2 separate regions of the Oryzias latipes genome follow, and region 2 is linked to region 1. Evidence: chromatin contacts called from public Hi-C data. All regions are on one chromosome and are shown on one strand. The core of a region is the stretch at or near the end of the contact, and the rest is flanking DNA. Distances in the headings are between cores, read along the strand shown. Region 1 overlaps fmn1 (formin-1). Region 2 overlaps crim1 (cysteine-rich motor neuron 1 protein).

The links. Hi-C and Micro-C count contacts between places; a contact is called where the count stands out from the background.
Region 2: a contact with region 1 is called in a Hi-C map of fibroblasts, with 1.7 times the contacts expected there. The contact joins two enhancer-like sites. A contact is called at or near these places in 2 of 5 Hi-C or Micro-C datasets (fibroblasts and gastrula embryo).

What each region holds. Positions count from the first base shown.
Region 1 is chr22:14,344,086-14,349,668 of ASM223467v1, reverse strand. It overlaps fmn1 (formin-1), which reads right to left. Exons shown (of 19, transcript XM_023951602.1): 11 at 5,303-5,432; 12 at 5,071-5,217; 13 at 4,910-4,969; 14 at 4,702-4,822; 15 at 112-204. Among protein-coding and RNA genes, the nearest start is that of LOC101170135, 15 kb to the left of the region's middle. Within about 2 kb of position 3,423, at least 1 of the 8 cell types and tissues checked has an H3K27ac peak or open chromatin away from gene starts, as enhancers often do.
Region 2 is chr22:14,408,361-14,413,943 of ASM223467v1, reverse strand. crim1 (cysteine-rich motor neuron 1 protein) reads left to right here. Exons shown (of 15, transcript XM_023951833.1): 7 at 301-429; 8 at 554-707; 9 at 2,723-2,844; 10 at 5,554-5,583. Among protein-coding and RNA genes, the nearest start is that of crim1, 22 kb to the left of the region's middle. Within about 2 kb of position 2,258, at least 1 of the 8 cell types and tissues checked has an H3K27ac peak or open chromatin away from gene starts, as enhancers often do.

The sequences.
Region 1 (5,583 bases), core at 2,174-4,673:
GGACATGATTATCATTTTATAGCTTTTATGGCAATTTAACAAAAAAAAAGTTTAAAAAAAAAAGTGTAATTTCTATTATTTGTGCAAATAAACAGAAGACTTTTGACGTACCAGCAGACATGAATGCTTCCATCTTCTCCTTGAAAGGCTGCAGGTGGTCCTCTGGTGACTTGGAGCACACATCTTCAACATTCTTCTCACAAGCTTGCAAGTGGGAGGAATATATTAAAATGAGACCAACAATAACAAAGCTAAAAAAGATGGAACACTAACATAATAGATACTTAACTATTACCATATTTAATTAAATTTTTTAAACAGAAAATGAGAAAAAATGTCAAACTAGGTCCATTATTTAGGATTATTAAAACAAAACTCATTAAAGATGGTTTTAGTAAAGCTAAACAGTATATTTTAATATTAGCCTATAACCAAAAATATTAACACTTTTGAATAATCCCTGCATTTTAAATAATTTCAAAGGGAGCAACTTTATGATTTTACAATCCTTGAAAAAAGGTTTTTCAAGTTCTCTCTGGTATTTTGGACTTTCAAAAATAATCACTTGCGAAGGCCGAGAGATTCCTCTTTGACAAAACTGTAATCCAAAATGAGAAATTTTACAGTTTCAATTTGCTTTAGTAAGTTCTTCTAAAAGTTTTCCCACCTGGATTGTTTTTTTCCCCCTCCATCGTGCCTTTCTGCCCCTCTGCACGCAGAAATATCTGTCTTAATTTAATCGATACAATAAACATAGCTGCAAATTTACTCAATGGAAAGAAAATTTGAGCTTTTCTTCTTTGAAAAGGAAACATGCCGTCCTGACGTAACAACTTCACAGCAGAGCAACACGCTCAATTTCTTCCTCATGCACAGCCATCACATCTGGTTATTTTTGCTGAAGATCTAGTATGTTGTTGATTCAGTTTGTTTGTTTCCTGATTTTGGAAATTCCAGGAAAGTTTTTATTCTTCCTTGATGAGGTTTGCGGTCTCACGACTGCATTTACTTATTCTATCTACTTATTCCTATCCACATTTACATTTCTACTGCAGGTGTGCATAAAGAATCCTATAATGGAACTATTACTGACATGTAGCTTTACAATTCATTTAGTTAAAACAAGCATAAAAACGACAATATTTTTACAGTGTCTAAGGAAAAGTCACTTTAAAGTTTATGAAAGGAAGATTACATCCATGCAATAAACACATGTTTATTTTATTTATTTATATCTACAACTGGTTTGTCATCACAGTAATGATTTATGTTTCAAAGCTGGAAGATTTCTTTTAAATGACAGCCCTGGAAAATATGGGAAGTAAAAGTTTGATGCAGAAGTTCAAAAACTAATTAAAAAACAAAAATATAGGTTAACCCAGAAAATCAAATATTTAAAATGTACTAATAAGAAAAAAGTTTTAGAATGAAATTCATCAACTTAATTTATGACACTTGTATGTCCCCATGGAAAATCCCAGCAGTTTGCACATTTCAAATTAAAATTAAGTTTAGACAACAGCGCTGGCCGGCACTGTGTTTCATCCTCTACTCTATGGGCGTCTGAGTGAGGCAGATGTGTATGCGGTTTGCGGATAGTTTTTCAATGTCGTGCCAAATGATCCAACTCACACAAACTTAGAGGAAACAGACGTGACTGAGTGAGTTCCAGCCGAACCTCTTCCCATTTCCTCTCAACTGTTAGCCCGGCTTACTATACACACAGGCGCCTGCTGAAAGAACTCTGGCACAATCCACCAACCTGTAAGTCATTAATGGCTGCTATAAATACCTCCACTTGCTTATGACTGCATAGCTAAATACTTCTGCAAAAGAACAAGAGCATTAACAGGTCTGGCTGCGGTCTCACTTTGCTCCGCCGCCACCGCTTTCTGGGGGGAGTTTGGCTCTCTTGTGTTTGCATGTGTTGCCGTTACACCTGCAATGCTGGAAATCTGGTCATTACAGCCTTTATTTATGAGATGTCTTGATAAAATTGAGAGGAGGCACAACACGCAACCATCAACAGACTACTTACAGCTGTAGAGAGACTTGCATTTTAAGGTGATCTCTTTAGCCAAAGATTACTTAAAAAATAAATAAATAAAAAACTACAAATGTTACCCATAATATTCTGTTTGGAGATGGAAAAAATCATTACCAGAAATCCCCCAACTCGAAAGGACCCATTAAAAAAACGTGTTCAAAACAGCAAGTCTACAATTTAAAGGCGGCGAGCTTCCAAATGTGGTCCAGACAGCAAAGGCCGCAAAGAGGAAGCCCACAAAAACAAAGCAGCTGCAAAGAATCAAACTCAAAGCTCGACTTTGAGACATTGTCTGAAAGTGACAATAACTTTTTATTTTTTGGAAACCTGTGTATTCAAAGGGAAGTTTCTTCTCCAAGTAACACAAGTGATGCCATCAGGCTAGACAGAATCCTTCAGTCATCAGGGGCCTTAATTTGAGTTTTATTTTCTTCTTAACAATGAAGCATGGTGATAGGTGTTTTTATTTTATCTGAAATAATTTCAATTATTCCTAATAATATAAAGACCTTTAGCTTCTCTTACTGAGTGATCAAAAAAATCCTGTCAGCAAGGCCAGCCAAAGAGTTGTCTCAGCTGGGAAATCTACAACCTAACCGAAGCTCTCCTCCCTCATTTTTGTCTGCGTAAATGAAAATGAGGAGAGCTTGTCTCATAGTTTTTATTTTATTTTTTATTGTTTAGACGAGAGAACACATTTATTCATACACATATAAAATGTGCTGTTTCATGGTGACTTTCAGCTCAAATTAATGGCATTTTTCAGTACAGTCCTCTAAATATTTAGAGATGTCCAGTTGAGATTAAGACGCGACCTTTGCTTGGGCGATCAATCCTGTAAAGTCTTTAAAAAATAAAAAATAAAACGTTTTTTCCTTGCATTCGGTGGTGGAAGTGACAGAACCTGGGTGCTGGCTTCACACGGCTGCTTTGAGTGGAGCCTCTGTCGTAAAACAGACCTCAGGCTAAGGGGCCTGACTGAACCTGACATTAAAGGCCATTTAAAATCAGGACACTGTCTGATTTGCCATAGTGATGAATGCATAACCCCGGCCAAGCCTTCTGTGAAACACTAAACTCCCCTGAGCAGCAAATGAGCTCTGACTGTTCCTTTTTATTTGATACTATTTCATTCAGTTGCATCCCTGCCTACATGTCAGGTCCAATTACGTGGCAGTTAAAGGAATCTTTGAAAGTAATCACCAGTCTGAACGGCTAAAAAGTGTCGGCTACTGGGGAACTTAAAAAAGGTCTGTTGTATAGACTTTGGTATAAACTTAGCTATTTGTCTGAATGTAGAAACCTACAGTAGGTCCTCGTGGCCTCTCACTCATCCCTCTCCCTTGAGTGGAGCCCAGAAAGAGGTCATCACCCTCTCCCCAAACAGGAAGCCTCATCAAAAGAGGATCGTGTTTCGTCAGTCCCCAGTGAAGATGGGGGCAGCGAGGCAGACGACGGCACATCCAGGAGCATCACTACAGACAGTGAATCAAATTTTCTGCTCAAAGTCCGTTTGGAGACCTGAATGCTGTGATGCACACAGGGAAACGCTCTTTTCTGCTGAATGAAGGACAGGATTGCACAGACAGAGATGTGTTTCTTACTATCAGTAATAAGTCTCCTGACCTTTGACCCTAGTCTGTGGGGGGAAGACACCGCCGATCACTGCAGTCGCCACCTCAGGATCAGGTGAGGGGCAGGCCGCTCAGCTTGCCAAAGTCAAACAGTGCGTGTAAACCAAAATGTGATTTAGTGTTAGCTTCTCAGTGTCAGACAGCGTTCATGTAGCGGGTGGAGGTGATCTGTGTTAGCTTTATAATTAAGAACAGTTGCATTCTTTAGGCTGGTTTATAATAGCCAGGCATAAATATTTATTTCTGGCGGATGGAGAGGATAAAAATGGTCGGAGTCATAGGTGGAGCTCCCCTAACACCCAGACCTGCGCTAGCCTTCTGACGCTAATACCCCCGAGGACTACTGTGCCAGACTGCGCTGCAGCAGAGATCAAATACGAGGGCCCTTATGTTACATTTATTGTCTTCAAGTCTTCCATTTTTCCTAATAAATGAGTGACAGCTTGAGGTGGGTCTGGGCTCCTTAGCAGGCTCTTTGTATTTTTCCCTCGGGTCAGAGAAAAGAGCCTTTTAACAGCAATGTGGAGCATATCTAATTGCTTTCATATGCCGTATTATTGCTTGATTTAAATAACCACAGACACCCAGGGAGTGGGGTGCATCGCCTTTAACCCTGAATGGACCTCGCCAAGACTAAGTGGCTGCCAGGCGAGACCACTGTGTGGCTAGGCACCAACCACCAGAATATATATTTTTTATTTATCCCAAAAATTTTAATACAGCTATACATAAAAAAAGTATTTATCTACTTTTGTGATGACAAAGCAGTCAAGGTAACATTTTTGGGACCTCAAAAGTTGCTGCAGGAGATCAGAGGCCCACATGACGAAATCTGTCAGAAGGGGTTCGGCTAAAGTCCACGGTAAGTACATTTACGTTTTCGAACTGATCTGGTGAAGGATGGTTATGTTTACCATCACCCTGACTGATTAAAACTGAAATAAATATGTCCACAGCAGTAAAAAACCAATGGAGTGACATATCTGAGTCTTGATGGATGCAACAAAGGTCAAGTCCTACCAGTTAGATCTCTCTTCAGTTTTCGGACGTCTTTGGCGAGGTCATCAAACTTGACCTGAGCAGCTTGAAAGAAGTTTTGAGGCTCAGGCAGAGGGAACACACTCTTTTCTGTACCAGCATGCTATAAAAAAGCAAACAAGAAAACAGCTCATAAATGTGCCTGAACAAAAGAAAAAATTAGCTTTCTGATTTCATCGATTTGATTGACCTTGTCAAAATTACGTAGGTAGTATAGAACCACGTAATCCACCAGGTTGATGTGATTGTCCTGAGGAAAGTTTAATAGACAAACAAGATAACAGTTAAAGCCTAAAGTTAATATTTATTTCACCATTTTGGTACTTTGGTAAGCTTTTGGGAAATATTTACCCTGCTCTTGACATCTTTTAGCTTAGGGAGGATCTCAAGTCCAAAGCCATCAGCCTGACCTCTGGTCCGGTTACCTCCATTCATGTAGTTCCCAAAGGCCAGAACAAGACCCATTACATCCTGTAAGGCGTTACACTCCAGTAGGTCCTGCCAAAGAAACCCACGCACAAAGATTTTTGGGTTAAAAACATGGTTATGATGATTTTGAAGCCGTGTTTGTTGATGACCTTACTTTGCAGACACTAGAGATAATCTCCACCTTGCGATGTAAAGAGGAGATAGTGTCAAGAAATACCGACTGGAAGATGATACAATGGGCCCGGCCAGCAAAGTTAGGAATCTGGGAGAGCTCATAGAGAAACCTGGAAAACAAAAAGTGGAGGAGGGTTGGACGGAGGAGGAATGGGGTGTGATGTGTTATGACAGAATTAAACAAAACGTCTAACAGGAAGAACTATTTCAGGGCTTTGGCAGGCCGAGCTTCCCCACGGAGGCTGCCTGAGTCAATGTTGC
Region 2 (5,583 bases), core at 1,009-3,508, 65 kb before region 1:
ATTTTTTTTGCATTGCAAATGCAGGAATACAAAAAGCCTGTAATTCTGCGCCCACAAGTTGTTTAAACGCAGTAAAGGCAATTTGTAACAGTAAATATTTATATTAGCTATTTTTATAACAAACTGAGACTAAACCTAAATGGGAAGACTCCTGACTTAACCTTGCAAAAAAAGACTTTTGAGTGTCTTTGTCTCACATAAATCAGTATTTGTTGCACATGCTGGCAAGTCTACAAAGATAAGTATGTTTTTTTTCTATCTATAAAGTACTCTCCTTTCAATGCCTCTTTCTTTTTTCAGAGCCAACTTATGAAACCGTGAGCCCGATTCTCTGCCCTCCCTTGCAAAACTGCTCCCTGTCAGTGAACGACTGTCCTTATGGCTTCTATCAGGATGTAAACGGGTGTCTCCTTTGCCAGTGTCTCAACAGTAAGTCTGTCTTTTTTAATTCCATCCAGAATTTTTTGGGAATAAATTTTTTATTTACCTTGTTTCATTGACTTCATGATAGGTTATGTTCACGATGAGAGTCCCTTTCTGTTAACTTTTTCAGATGACTCCTGCCCAGACCTGGGAAGACACTGCTCTCTCCAGTGCCCACTGGGATTTGAGAAGGATGACTTTGGCTGTGAGGTGTGTGATTGCGTCACTCCGATGCCCAAGTGCCGACCTCTGACCTGCACAAAGACCTGCCCATATGGATATGTGTACGTAAACCAGCCTCCATACATTTAATTATTGAAAAAAATAAATCCATACCACGATAGAAATTACAGTAAATTTGATTACACCACACAACCAGCGCCTATTTGTGAACTTTTGCTACTATTGTTTGAATGTCAGGATCATATACTTTACAGTGTGTAAGGCTATGTTTGCGTGTGAGCTACTGTGAGGTCCACATACGCATCTCAGCCCCCCCCCATCACCTCCTTTCCCCTGAAACCCATTTAAGCCCATTTAAACCAATCAAACATCTGGAAGCTCTTTGTGCCGGGACGCTTTCGCCATTCTCATTTTATAAATCATCTTCCCGTCTCATAACAACGATCAAAAACCTATCAGGACAAAAGGGGCCTTCGTGGAACATATACAGTCAACCTTTTGATGTATTAACCTGAGCTATGGCTTAAGATGAGCTTGGTATGTCTGCAGAGGATGAGGAAGATCCGGTGTCTGTTGGGGGGAAGGGGATCAGGAAGTCTTGGTTTTATCCTTCATAAGCAGCTGTCAGAAGTTTGAATCGCTGCACGCTGCAGAGCGTAGATCCGTTGTCTCTCACACGAGGCCACAATGGAAAGAGTGAATGATTTCTGTTTATTCAGGAGACATTAATCACATGCAGCTAGTGCTGTAATACACAGATTAAACATAATTTTTTCGGAAAAGTCCTGAAGCACATGTTTACTTCTCTTGTATTACAGTTTAGAAAAATAATAGCAATAAGGGAATTCCTACAGCAGAATCTCAATTTTTCTGTCATCCATAATCAGAATTTTGTTTTTAACTGTTTATGTCAAGAAGGGCATTTTTCTAATCATCACAGCTGCACCACACTGGAAAAAGTGCAGTGCCAGCGGTCCCTGGCCAGGGGCCTCGCTGTCTTCCTAAGCCTTTCTATATCCCCCTGGAGCCCAAAGTGCTGCTTGACATTCCTCACACTATCTTTGAACAAAAGCTCTGATCTAAGGTCAACGGACAGTATTTCTACAGCGATGCACAGTTTCCATACCTGTGAGAGTCTCAACGTATTGCACCATAACAGAGAGCTTTTCTCTAAAAATAGGAACAGAATCATGTTTTGTTTTATGACTAAAGGGCAGAAGTGGAGGAAAGACCTAATAGATAAATGCAAGAGCTATCATTGAAAGTGAGGACACATCTTTCTTCTTGCCATCTTCTCACAGGGCCTCACACGTGGGCCTGTTTTGATTTTGGCAGGCGATGATTGATAAAGTAATTAACCTGGGCTAATGAGGCCTAAGGATGAAATAGAGATCATCACTTTTCTGCAGGAAAAAAAAAAAAGCAGAGCGGAAGGCTTAGTGACGGAGGGGAAAAAAATGAGGCAAGCAATGAAACAGAGGAAGTCCAGAATGAGAGCCGGGTAGGTGCGGCTCCTTCTTTCATCTCCGTTTTGACAATTCATCAACCTGCTAGTCCGTCTTTTATTAGGCGGATAATTGAACCCAACTGTCCAGTTTCCACATTCTGCACTTTGAGACACTCTTCTCCCTGCGTGCGAGCTTGTTCCTTTAACTTTGCCGTCTCAGGTTTCCCTCCTGCTCAGTTTGAGGAGGTTTACAGCTGCCAGCTTGCATCAGAAGCCTCAATATTATTAACAAGCCCTTATTGTCAATGCTAGTCTTCAGAAGGCCACAGCTCACTTATGCCTTTATAGGTTTGCCTGAGGCTTTTGGGCCAATAAAGATGGCAGCAGGTTGAATTAAAAGCATGTGAATTAACTATAGTCTGCCTCTTTAAGTCTTTAAGGTTGGTATGATGAGCAAACCACAGGGATCTCACATGTAGGCCTTTTATTTGCCTTACTTCAAAGGCAGTTAATATGGAAGAAAGAAAACCTGTCCAGATGTTGATTACTTGAGCATCTGGGTTTTGCAGAATTTGAAGTGGTACTGGATGCTCTTTGAAATTCAGTGACGGCAGGTATTGTTTACTTCCTTGGATGATGGAAAATGTTTGCCTGTCTTTCCCCCTGCAGGAGGAACAAACACGGCTGTGAGATGTGTCGCTGTGTCAAGTGTCCGCCCTTTACCTGTGACAAGCACTGCAATAACGGCTACCGGCAGAACAGAAAGGGCTGCTCTGTGTGCATGTGCAAAGGTGAGAGTACATCATTGCTTCTACTACCTTTTTTAAAGTCCCACTCCGATCATCTTTTGATGTATTGTAATAGCGTTCCCAGTAATCTTTTATTTTTGATTATGCTGTTTTTAGCCAAAATTCAAAAACTTGTCATTTTCTAGGCCATAGTTTCTGCAGTAGTTTTTTAGAAAATCGCCTCTGAGTTGTGGGAAGCCCCACACCACCTCCCCTCCCCATAGCTGACAGCTATGTGTTTACACACTCTCCTAACAGCTAACAGCCCCTCACACCTCCGACCTAACATTACTGGTGTAACAAAAACGGTGAGCAATATTGGAGCTATCCAGCCGTTCAGTTTTGAGCCAGATTCCAGCTCAGACGAGGAAAAGAAAGACGTACATCGATTTATTTGTCTGTGAAGAAGGGAGCTTGTGGCCCCACCCAGTGTATTTTCTGCAAAACAGATATGCTCTTTTTCAAACAGCAATTTTATCATCTGCTCTTAATTCACAACGACTTGATCAAACAAATACTAAGAAATACAAATTTAATCTTAATTTTCTTTATATATGACTTCCATCATCAGAAAAATGCTACAAAAACATGTTAAAAACGCAGTTTTCATCTAAGTGGGTCTTTAAGGAAAGTACAACTCTGCAAAGTTATTGGATTGCCTTTGCTCCTCCTTACATCTTAGGTAAACATTTACACAGATGAATGGGGTGCATTTTATCCCAGTTTTATATTATCATTACAGTATATAGTCTACACTAAGTTGCTCTTATATTAGTTATTTAATGAATAATAAGTTATTTTGGAGCACAGGACACACTGAGAAGTCACACAGCAGTGACCTTTTGATCCTGCAGTGGAAGCTCTTATTCTAAATGATCCATTGCTCCTGTGCTGGTGGTTTTATGTGTGCTCGTTTTGTTCCTGTTGTTGTTTACTTTAATGCTGGGGAATGTGTGTAACTTTAATTAGATTCCTGCCGTGCATGAGTTTAAAGCTTGCATACAGAGGCCAAATTTATGCCCAGCCACATTAAGGGATGTTTACTCTGCCAGGTATTATAAATATTTGAGCCTGATACAGTTCTCCTTCATGAAAAGGTTATGTGTGCACTCAGAGCCTCCTTTCCACAAACACTGATAAAGCTAACACCCAATGGACAGTTGATGGGATTTTTTAAATCAGATTTTTTTTAAGGTGCATGGGAAAATATCTTTATTTTGGAAATGTTTTTATGCTGTACAGTTGAGTGGACTTGTCTTTGTTCTGGATTTCTTTAAGCTTTAAAGTAGTGCTGTGACAACTTAGTAAGTTTGGCTTTTAATAAGGTCCCTGGGTGCAGTCAAAGTGTTTAGGAAAGTCCCTCACTTCGTGAAATGACCCAGAAGTATCTAAGTGACAGCCATGAGAAAGCTGGTTGAAATCTCCCAAACAAAGGAGTTTGATATTTTTTGTTTTTAAGTTTGACTGCAGGTTCTCTGTTTTTGTCTTCCTTTCTTGGACCTCATTATGGTTCCTGTCAGAGTCAATGAACAGTGAAAAGATACAAATGGTTTCATTTTTCTCTCTATTGTTATTGCACTGCAAGCTTTGTGTCTGACCACTAACCTGTTTTAATACATTCATAATTAAACTGGTGTTTATCTTAAGGCCACTACGTACATTGTGCACATTTAATCAATCAATCAATTTATTATTTGTATAGCACTTATAAAAGCAGAGGCAGCGAAAGTGCTAAACATAAAATCAGAAACAATATGATACAATTAAGAAACAATAAAATCAATAAAACAATAAAACAACAATAAAAGAATAAAATTAAAATTAATAAAATTAACAAGCATTGCCCACTTATGAAATTTTGGTCTTTCACAATAAATGCATAATTTACGTAACTCATAAGTTTTTTTTGGGTTCATTAATGTGCGCAGAACTCCGTTGACGGTTTGGGCTGACGGGTCTTTAGGTAAATTCCGTTTTGAGCTGCTCGTAATTTTTGGTCAGTTGAGAATTTTGCAGTTTATGCATATTTTGCGTAATTATATGCAATTATTGCGTAAATCTTACGCACTTGTGAGTGATTTTTGCGAGATGTATAGGCAAATTTGTGACTTTCCTGAACCGCTCCATGTACTATCTGTCTAACTGACTTTTCACGCACCAATGTATAACTTTTATACCACATATATGGTGCTCATATCATGTTCAAATTACGTAATTGATGCACAAGTTTAGGCTGTTCCGTTGTGTCCTTTGCGTGATTCATTTGTACTTTTTCCCTGGTTTTAATGTGGTTCATTCGTGATACATTCGTGAAAATGTTATTGTGAAAGACTATAACTTTTCTAACTTTTTCCACGTAAATGCACGTGTGATAAATTTTCACACATGCAATATGCGCAACATGTATGTAGTGGCTGTGTGACACGGCCCTTAGGTTGAGGCACCAAAACATTTGGAAAATCATCACGATTTTATGTTTTTATTAGTTTTTAAAGAATACTAAAGCGCTGACCGGTTGAAGGAAATCCGACCATTTTGCTTAATCATGTATTTTATATGTATAAAAAAAAACACTTTACACTCACCAAAAAAGTGTTTTATTTAACCTCCAATGTGAATATATTTATTATTTCCTTTGCCACAGTCGGTTCAATGACCTTCTGACTTTCACTAAGCTTTTCCTTCACCTCTGCACCTTTGATGTATTTCTAGAAAGCATCCCCAGCCCCACACTCCCAGCTC